2 separate regions of the Xenopus laevis genome follow, and region 1 is linked to region 2. Evidence: chromatin contacts called from public Hi-C data. All regions are on one chromosome and are shown on one strand. Each heading gives the region's core, a stretch centred on a gene start, on an enhancer-like site or on the middle of the called end of the contact. The rest is flanking DNA. Distances are from core to core; before and after follow the strand shown. Region 1 has its middle 9.8 kb from the start of fam20b.L. Region 2 has its middle 20 kb from the start of LOC108714351.

What was found. Hi-C and Micro-C count contacts between places; a contact is called where the count stands out from the background.
Region 1: a contact with region 2 is called in a Hi-C map of the XL177 cell line, with 2.4 times the contacts expected there. The contact joins two enhancer-like sites. A contact is called at or near these places in 2 of 4 Hi-C or Micro-C datasets (the XL177 cell line and the XTC cell line).

The regions. Positions count from the first base shown.
Region 1 is chr4L:95,435,510-95,440,433 of Xenopus_laevis_v10.1, reverse strand. No RefSeq gene overlaps it. Among protein-coding and RNA genes, the nearest start is that of fam20b.L, 9.8 kb to the left of the region's middle. Within about 2 kb of position 2,528, at least 1 of the 7 cell types and tissues checked has an H3K27ac peak or open chromatin away from gene starts, as enhancers often do.
Region 2 is chr4L:95,280,322-95,285,424 of Xenopus_laevis_v10.1, reverse strand. No RefSeq gene overlaps it. Among protein-coding and RNA genes, the nearest start is that of LOC108714351, 20 kb to the left of the region's middle. Within about 2 kb of position 2,439, at least 1 of the 7 cell types and tissues checked has an H3K27ac peak or open chromatin away from gene starts, as enhancers often do.

The DNA of each region.
Region 1 (4,924 bases), core at 1,279-3,778, 150 kb before region 2:
CTTGCAGGAACAGCACTAAATTACTTATCACATGATACATTTAAGAATAAATAGTATCAAATGCTATGCACAAAACATATTTCTTGCCACTGTACTTTGCATTATATGGTATATACTGTATCTGAAAACCGACCCTGGGCACAGTGCTTGTTTCATGAACAAATGTGGTCTCTTAGAATAGTGGTCCCCAACCAGTGGCTCACAAGCAATATGTTGATCAGCAAGCCCTTCGATGTTGCTCCCAGTGGCCTCAAAGTAAGTGCTTATTTTTGGATTTCTGACTTTGAGGCAAATTATGTGACTTTGAGGCAAATTATGGAGCCAAAAAGTCCATGGGGCAAATTCACTAAAGTGCGAAGCGGCTAACGCTAGTGCAAATTCACCAGCGTGGTGTCATTTTGTTACTTTGTCGATTTACTAACGGGTGCTGGCGTAAATTCACTAGCGAAGTGGACCTACTCTAGCGCTTCTTAGCACCCTTACGCCAGGCGAAGTTGCACTATGGCGAAGGGACGTAACTACGCTAATTCACTAACTTGCGCATTTTACTGAACATTACCTCTTGCGCCAGACTTGCCTTCGCCACCTCAGACCAGGCGAAGTGCAATAATAGAGTAGATAGGGATTGCTTCAAAAAAAGTTGAAATTTATTCTAAGTCCCAAAAAACGCTGGCATCTTTTCCTCTTTTCCTTTTTTAAGGGTGATAGGCTGAAAAAGAGATTTTTTTGGGGTACCCTCCTTTTCCCCTACATTTCCTAATATATGGCACATAAACTATACAATGGCCACATGTGTAGGGCAAAATAACAACTCTGTTTTATTTTATGAAGCTTTCTCAGGCTTGTGTAGTGTAATGTATTTGCTGCTACATATACATCCATTGTACTTTAACTTGGTGCCGTATGCAAATTAGGCATCGCTAGCGTAACTGCGATTTCCTTGACGAATTAACGTTAGCGCAACTGCTCGAGCTTTCGCCTCCCTCAGCGCAACTTCGGATTTTAGTGAATTAGCGGCGCCCTGGCGAAGTGCGGCGAAGGCTGCGCTAGCGCAACCCACAGGTTAGTGAATTTGCCCCCAGGTGTTCTGCCAAACAGAGCCTCCTGTAGTCTTACAGTCCATATAGGGGCTACCAAATAACCAATTTTTATAGTTAAATGTGGTTTATTGGTAAAAAGGTACATGGACGTTTTCAGCGCGATCCAATGCACTGCGACAAACAACACGCGACACGAATGTTGGATGCAGACACTGCATCCTGCGTCCGCATCCGACAACCGTGTCGTGTCAGATTAACGCTGCGACACCATGCGACTATGCATTCACTTACCTTATTTTTGTTGCATGCGTTTTGTCGCAGCACGTGGGATCACGCCGAACATCTATGTAGTCCTACCCTTATACTTACCTTTCTTTACTTGGACTGAGTAATGGGATGATTGGTGTAAGAGTGCGCATAGTGGAATAAACTAGAAGACACATTTTTAGGTAGCACAATGATGACTTATTATAATGACAGCAAAGGAAAAGTAATACAGAGGAGGAGGACATATAACTGCAGTGTCACTAGGACTCACATTAACGTATGGGAATCAGTTAACAGCTCCAGTAATGTCATTAGTAGATACATTGGGATTAGCAGACAAACATATAATGTGCCTGATGAAGAGCTATAAATGCTTAATCTCTAATGCCTGGATAAATACAGCTCTCTTGAGACAACTTTTCCAAAAGAAAATTTCCAGATTGACTGGCCACATTTCCATAAACGTATCCCCTTCCAATATTGTTCACTACAATTGGCTATAAGGAATATACCCAAAAAATAAATCTATAAATGACCCCCGTTTTACTCAAGAATATCTCCTCAGTCCCACTGACTTTAATGGATTTCACCAGCTCTGAGGCAATATAAAATAATGGAGTGCATTACTGGAGTAAATGAAAATACACCTTTATAATGGATTTTACCTGTTGATTTATAAATGTGATGGATGAGGAAAAAAACAAGGAGAATGAAGAAATACACAGCTTTTAGATGACCCAGCTTTTTACAGCACCTTTTATTTGTAAAACATTTTATATACCTTTCTAACTATTATGGATGCACCGAAATTTCTGATTCGGTGAATCCCTGAATCCTTCATGAAAACTTTGGCCAAATACTAGGGACGGGAAGGGAAAAATTGGGAAAAATATTTTTTACTTCCTTGTTTAGTGACGAAAAGTTACAAGATTTCCCTTCATGTCCCTAATTTGCATATGCTAATTAGGATTCAGATTCAGTTCGTCCAAATCCGAAATCTACTGAAAAAGGCAGAATCCTGGCCATATCCCAAACTGAACCCTGGATTTGGTGCCTCCCTAATAAATAAGGCCCAAGTGAGTTTCCTGATTATTCTGTACTAGAAGTGGCTGGCGACTAATCTTGTTTTGACCACTAGGTGGCAATATTTCCTCAGTATCGGGATCCATTTACTTTACAGAATCAAATCTGTTCAACGTTATGAGTATGTGTATGTGTCCCCAACTTCTGTAGCTTCAGTTCAGGGTGAGACAAGGATTAGTTAAAGATACAGTACAAGCACATCACTCTCCAGCACACTGTGGTGAGATTGAGTTCCATGCATGTTAGCCTGTTAGATTAGATCCATGTTATGATCTCAGACAGTGCATGTGAGAGTGGCAGTGTAAAGCATGTTGCACTTTTTGGGTCCAGCCTGAGCTCTAGTAAAATGTGAACTGGATGCAATAAATTTCTTTATTTGGTACAACATTATAATCTGATGATTTGATTTCATGTTGCTCCAATGTGTCCAACCAGAGCCTGGTCTTGGAACTGAATAAGGCCAAATACTGGGCAACAGGGGAAGAGGTGGACATATATCTGTGGACCTTTGCTCTATTAGGCAGCCTAAGGAGTGAACCAGATTACATTGATTTGTTGTTTAGTTGCTGGAACAGAGAAGCAGACAGTAGCCGTAGCGCAGATCAGCTACCAGAGGGGTTATGGACTCCGCTTTCACACATCAACATTGCCACCAATTTACTTTCAGCCACCAATATCCAGCAAGTTTGAAGCAAGGGATGAAGTGCCTTAAACATTCTCTGAACAATATTAGAATATATGTAATAGTAGAGGATTCCTAAGCACAGGCCAAGGTCTCTGTAATCAGTCCAACTGATTCATCTTGCCAAAAAGAGCCCCATAGGATCTCCTTGTATAGATTTGAAATTTAATAAAGAATACTATTGTACCTGTATTTGGCTTCTCTTAAAGGGATAGTACACACATATATGAACAAGGCTAAAGTTTTTAGGTAACTACTGGGGAACAGTCAGTGCCCCCTGCCAAGGCCCAAAGGGAAGCCTGAGCCAATGCAGCATCTTGTTTCAGCGGGGCGGGGGGGGTGCAGTTTTTGTAGCAGGGCCCATGGTCCCCTAGTTACACCGCTGCTTGCCTATACATTCTATTGAATGGATTAAAACTTGTGAACTTTAGCAGTTGAAATGCTTCCAATAAACATAAATCCCAGCCAATTATATTTTGTGATCTCATCCAGAAACCAGTCCAAATATTTACCTGATCCTGGGACATCATTTCAGTTTTTCAGACATGACTAGATGGAGACATAAGGGCTCAATTAGGAGTGTTCAGCGCATGTGCTGTTGCACAAAGTTAGCTGCAGTTGATCTGCGCTTGGTGCTTTCCCTCCACTCGGCTCCCTCTTCTTTCTGCGGGTAAATCAAAGATGGTGGAAACTCCATTGTTATCACATCAGCCTGCGTCAGAGAACATGCGATTTTGATGCTGAGAACATGAAACAACTGAAGCCAAAGTGTTCAGTACAGTGTCCTATTTGCTTGGAATCACATGTGAAACGGTGTCAGGAGTGGCTCCATATTGTGGCTGCAATTACTCTGGTTTCAAACAGTTTTTATTGTTTTCAAATGAAACAAAAGATCAAAGCTTTAAATGTGGCTGCAATTTAGTTGGAATTATGGGGAAAACACTACATTGTGGGTGCAAAGCAGGACAACTTGTGGCTGAAATAGCACTTTGCTCAAGTTATTATAGAGGATAAGACGTAGTTACATTTGTGGTTCTACAAGTAACAATTCATGTTAAACTCTTCATTTAGCCCTGAAGGTTGTTTTGTTTGTAGCAGCCATATGCAGAAACACTCCCTTTGTATCAGTTTCTTTTTTGTTTCCATTTGGGTACTGCCACTAACTTTTTCCAATATTTGCCACCTTAATTGAAAAATGATGTGTCAATTGTCAAAGTGGTTTCCTTTCTTTTTCTCCTCCTCTTTTGGGGGTACATAATTGTGAATCACTAATTTATGTTCATTTAAGTGTCTCTTCATGTTTCTGCTTGTCTGACCAATGTAATAAGCTAGTCCACAGGGGCATTTAATACAATACATTATGTTGGTATTTTCACAGGAAAAATCATCTGATTGGTTGCTATGGGTTACTGCCCAGGTGCAAATTTGCCCACTGTTTATAAATGACCCCCAGCGAATTGACAACAGTGCTACATGTTGGTAATTATGGCAATTATCTTGAAGTTAGAATTGTCATCTGATGTTTCTCTGGTCAGTTCTAGGCAGAGCAGCACTTCAAGTTACAAATGAATTATATTAGCAGTTCAAAACTGTAAATATTTTGCAAACCGGAGCAATTTTACATTAATTTGTTGTAAGGGCTTACATTTCCCTATTGAGGGGTTTATGCACAAAAATAACATTTTGCCTCCATTTGCTTCCTAGCTATTTTCTGCAATGCTGGTTCTGACTGTTCAAACAATGTCGCAGAAGTCAGCTTATTAAAAAAATCAGTGAAGAAGCATGCAAATGGAACACTGACTGGAGGAGAGCTGACTATTGCTACACTGATTCCAGAGTCAGAACCAGCTGT
Region 2 (5,103 bases), core at 1,190-3,689:
GAACTCGCCAAGAGAGGACCTGCATGAACTCGGCAAGAGAGGACCTGCATGGAGGGGTGACTAACTAGATGCATTTGCCAGGGGGGAGGGGTTTTGCGCCAAAAGGGTTTCCTTCTCCTTTAAGAGAGAGCAGAGAGGAACTTTCTAGAGCACAATCCTGTTCATATTGTTCTACTACCAGGCCTGATAATAAAAGGTGACTAACTGGAAGTCTGTTTGATCTGCTGCAGGTAGAAACATTGCTCTCATCACAGTTTTCTGCTGGAACCTTTACTCTAGTGATAGTCGGCAATTCAACAAACTAAAGGGATGTCTCCGGGATAGTCTGAGAGGCCGATGCAAAGGAAAAGTGGAAATGATCTGAAATTACGGAGGAATCCATAATTCTTTGGGCCTATGCAATAAATAAGCCAATGAAATGACGTGTCGGAGGTTTATTTCTCTAGTGGTGAAGACGCAGTGCAATGTAAGGAAATTGTGGCAAAATATATCACATAAGTATTGTCTAAACCAAGCCTGAAATGGAAATGAATCTGTGGATTCGGACAAATGCCAGAAGAACTGCTGTAAGTTGCCATAGACAGTTGCTATTTATTGGCCATGTGGGGCTGTTTGGGCCTCTTATATACCTTAAGGGCAGAAACACACGCTCAGATTTGGGGAGATTAGTCGCCCGGTGACAAATCTACTCTTCTTCGGGGCGACTAATCTCCCTGAATCGCCTTGCCTCATGAAGAAACTTTGGGCGACTTCGGAAAACGAATCACTCCGAGTGCCATACTGACGGCAATTTACATTCTAGCCGGCAGGAAGGCAGCAGAATGCAGTTCGGGGAGATAACTCGCCCCCGAATCTGAGCGTGTGTCTCTGCCTATTTTGAATCTAAAACTGGTCTAAACCAATGGACCAGCCTGATATGGACCATGTTATGGGTGGACAGGCTACTGGTCTAGTGACTTCACTGAATAGCTGGATCATGGCCAAGCTTTACTTTGCAGCAGGAATAGTGTTATTGCCATTAAACCCTAGTTTTTATTTCAAGGCATTAGGAATAAAAAAAGATCCATATGGTCTTTATTAAACAAAATCAAAATGTGACCAAAATCTTTAGGAAATAAAAGCTTATTTATTTTATAACGTTAATTGGGGTAGTGTGACCCATTTACATGGATAAGGACAAGATAAATGTGTTCAGAGAGCATTCCTTCCTTATCAAGAGGGAGCTACCATATTGGTTGCCTTTACAATATTCATTCAATTCTGCTGAACGGTACTGTAAACACAAGATGATGCTGACCTGATCCAAGTAAGCACTGCAGTTACTCATGTACAAATATAAACACACACACACACATATATATATATATATATATATATATATATATATATATATATATATATATATATATATATATATACTGTATTTTGCAGATAATAAATTTAAATTATCTCCCATTCTTTTCCATTTAATGTAGAGTAAACCCTCATAGAAATGTCAAATATACTTTCCCCTGCAATGTATTGTAAGATCTCCTATAGTAATACACAATGACTTATCTTTCATTTCTTCATAGTTATATCTAGAGTCACTAGCTACTTTTGTCATATCTATAATGTATTATGATTTTTCTGACAATAAAGGACTTTTTGTTCTTATGGCAATGTCACATGGGCAATCAAGACACTGATATCAATGGGAAGTGATGTCAGTCACTCTGGGCAGAAACAAGTGACAGCAGTGACATTGCCCTTAGTTCAGAAGCCACAGTGCCCAAAATAGAGCATAACTGTACCCTGTTTATACATTCAGATGGTTCAGACCATTAAACATCCAGCACTAGGCTTCACTGGAATATAAAGACTACAATGGAATGCATATGAAGAAACCTTTTCAGAAAACAGACTTTTGGCTTCAATAGATTGATGTGAATTATCTGAATTTCACATGGCAACTCTAGCAGGATTGGGCTATGAGATTACAGGTGCTTGGCTTTAGCCTACCTTGGTAGTTTAGAAAATCTGTCCAATGGAAACACCAATTCACAAATGTGTAATTATTTTCCTATTGTTTCACATGATTTCTATGAATGTACAGGCTCAGTTTGCAGTTTTAGACTTAAATAAGACTCCATTGATACCTCTCTGCTCACATAATTCATTATCTGCTTATTTCTCAATATCTATTCCATAGTTTAAATACTTCTGTGTTCTTTCAAATAAGTATCCAGTTCAGTGGTTTATTTGTTCTGTGCAGCTCTTATCTATTCCACTTTTAGGGCAGACACACACTGGCAGATTAGGGGAGATTAGTCGCCCGGCAGCAAATCTCCTCTTCTTCAGGCAGTGCCGGGCTAAGTCAGCCGGGCGCCCTAGGCAACCTGGCCGGCTATGTCGCCCCCCATTGCGTTCTTAAAGGAGGAAGTGCGCATGCGCAGAGGAGCGGCAAACCTGCATCAGTGCCCATGCACGCAACAACGCAAGCGTTGCAGAAGCGCCAGTGCGCATGCGCTGAAGAGAGCGCACTTGCGTGAACAGCTTCTGGAGTCTGGAGAAGACGGTGCCAACTAGGGGAAAGCGTCAGAAGAGGTATGTGCCTGGCGCCCCTCTGCCTTTGCGCCCTAGGCACGTGCCTCTTCCGCCTACCCCTAGTTCCGGCCCTGTCTTCAGGGCGACTAATCTCCGGAACTGCCTTCCCCTGGCTATAATGAAAATCGCAGGCGGAAAGGCACTGAGTGCTTCGGTTTCCAAAGTCACCTGAAGTTTCGGAAAAGGAAGCGCTCAGAGTGCCTTTCTGCCGGCGATTTATATTATAGCCTGCGGAAAGCAGTTCGGGAAAGTTAGTCGCCTGATGCCTCATGGGTCACATCATCCCCCCACTGGGTTTCAGGAGTTATATTAGCACCCGACACTGCTGCTGTTTCTTATTTTATCTGAATTGGTGTTTCCACTCCAAAACCTGCCCCACAGACTGAACCCATTTCTGTTGGTGCATCTGCAAGATGGGGCATACAGGAGCAGATTTGTCTTTTCTATGCTGACATATAGAGAGTATGACACTGGCCTTAGGGTTATGACATAAATCAATATTAATTAATTTTGTCGGTAAAATTTGTCCAAGCTGAAAACATAGCATTGCCTTCTATCACCAAGTTATTACAATGGTGGATGGAATAATCTGTCTCCAAGATGCTCTAAGCCTATTTGCCTGGTGCTAGAGTTCATTATGAGGGGTTAGGAAAGTAAGAGGAAGGTGCGAAGTCCTCAAGAGTAGTATCCAAAATCTAGGTGAAAAGCTGAAGGCTAGGACTTACCCATTACAGATCAGGGGGACTATAACACCTACAAACAATTTGCCAGATTGAGCAGAAACTATGATAGTCTGCCTCTGTGTTGCATGCAACACATTTTCAACCCCTACTTTGGCTAGAATAATTAATCAGCCCCTACCATACATTGTTCCATGTTGCAGTGATGGATTCTGGGAGCTGAAATCCCTCTGCTGCACAAGTAATGGAAGGTGCCCATCCAATGAAAGAGGACCTTAAAGCTGGCCATAGACGCAAAGATCAGATAGGTCGAATCCTTGAACGATTGGACTTCCCCATCTCCTGACCTGCCACTAACCTTAAGTGTAAATACTCCTGTGCATACAGACACACACACACAAAGAAGCAGACAAACAGGGCTCCCTGGGTAGCACAACCAATGTTATACTGAGAACTGATAATAGTAATGTAAGCCATATGCCTAAATAGGGTATTTCTGGTCTGAAAGCGTATGTTGGGGAACCAGTGACAATAAAGATCACTCTCTTTGCGCAACAAAACGCAAAACTTTAAATAAATGAGGCCACAGAACACTCACGTGTGTGACTTAAAGACACGAGGGTGAAAACAAAGAAAAAGACATGGGGACTTTGTTAAATACAGAATCCATTTTATTGTAGGCATTAACAATAATAAAATATCTAATTTCCTTAATGGTTGAAAAACCACTTCTTTTTTAACCATAAAATCCCTGGATGTTGGAGAGGAGAAAGATTCATAACGTGAGAGAAACAAGAGGAAGAGATGAGCAAGGAAACGAGGACAAACAATAAATAAATAAAAACCACTGAACATGGACCGTTTTCTCGCATTTCAGTCAGACAACAGGCACAATTTCTCGACACCCTTGTATTAGCCCTTTAAATTTGGTATCCATTGCAGTCATGGTCTCCTGAGAGGGAAGAAGGGTCATATGAGGCAGTTACATATAAGCACTTTCCACTGCTGGCGGCTACCAAGTAGCAATGCACCGCAGTGTCACAACTAGTGAAAATGCCAATAAATGGGATGTGTGTGTGAGTGATTGTGTGAATGTGCATTTTGTATAACTGTTTGGGTCCCAGACAGGCTGGTAACTTCTCTAGCCCCAACAGGGAGTGTAAATGGATTGGTTCACATTAACCACCTGTAAGACATCAGGTAGCTCTCTATTGTCCCTAACCAGACCTAATAGTAACTCTTGGGAGGCTTCCTAATCTTTCTAATGGAAGGCCAGGGACTTGAATGATACAGTTAGATGTTGTTAAATGATGATTAGCTTCAGTGTTCTCCCTGACACACACAACTGTGCATAGGAACAGCTCAAATACACAACATATACTGGTTTATGCACATGCATTTATATTGAAGCAGCAAACTTTACCTGTTTCTGTGCTCTAACAGCCTTTCTTGTTCCAAAAACATTGTGTTATTCATTACAAAAATGCGAAGCAAACTATTCTTCTGCCATGTTAACGTTTGCCAACCATCAAACCACTTTCTGAAAAGCCTCCATTCATACTCTGCATGGTGCCATTAAAGGGGAACTATCACAAACATTTTATATAAGCTTCCTAATATTGAAATAAGAAACTTTCTAAATACAATCAATTAAATATTCTGCATTGTTTCTGAAATAATCAAGTTCATCTTCACTATCCCTCTCTCAGCATCTGTTTCTCTTCATTCTCTCTTCATGCAGCAGTTGGGTGTCAGATGAATGACCCAATATATCTTATAGGGGGGTCTCCCTTTCTTAGCAGATGTATTAGAGCTCAATCAAATAACTGATTCCAGC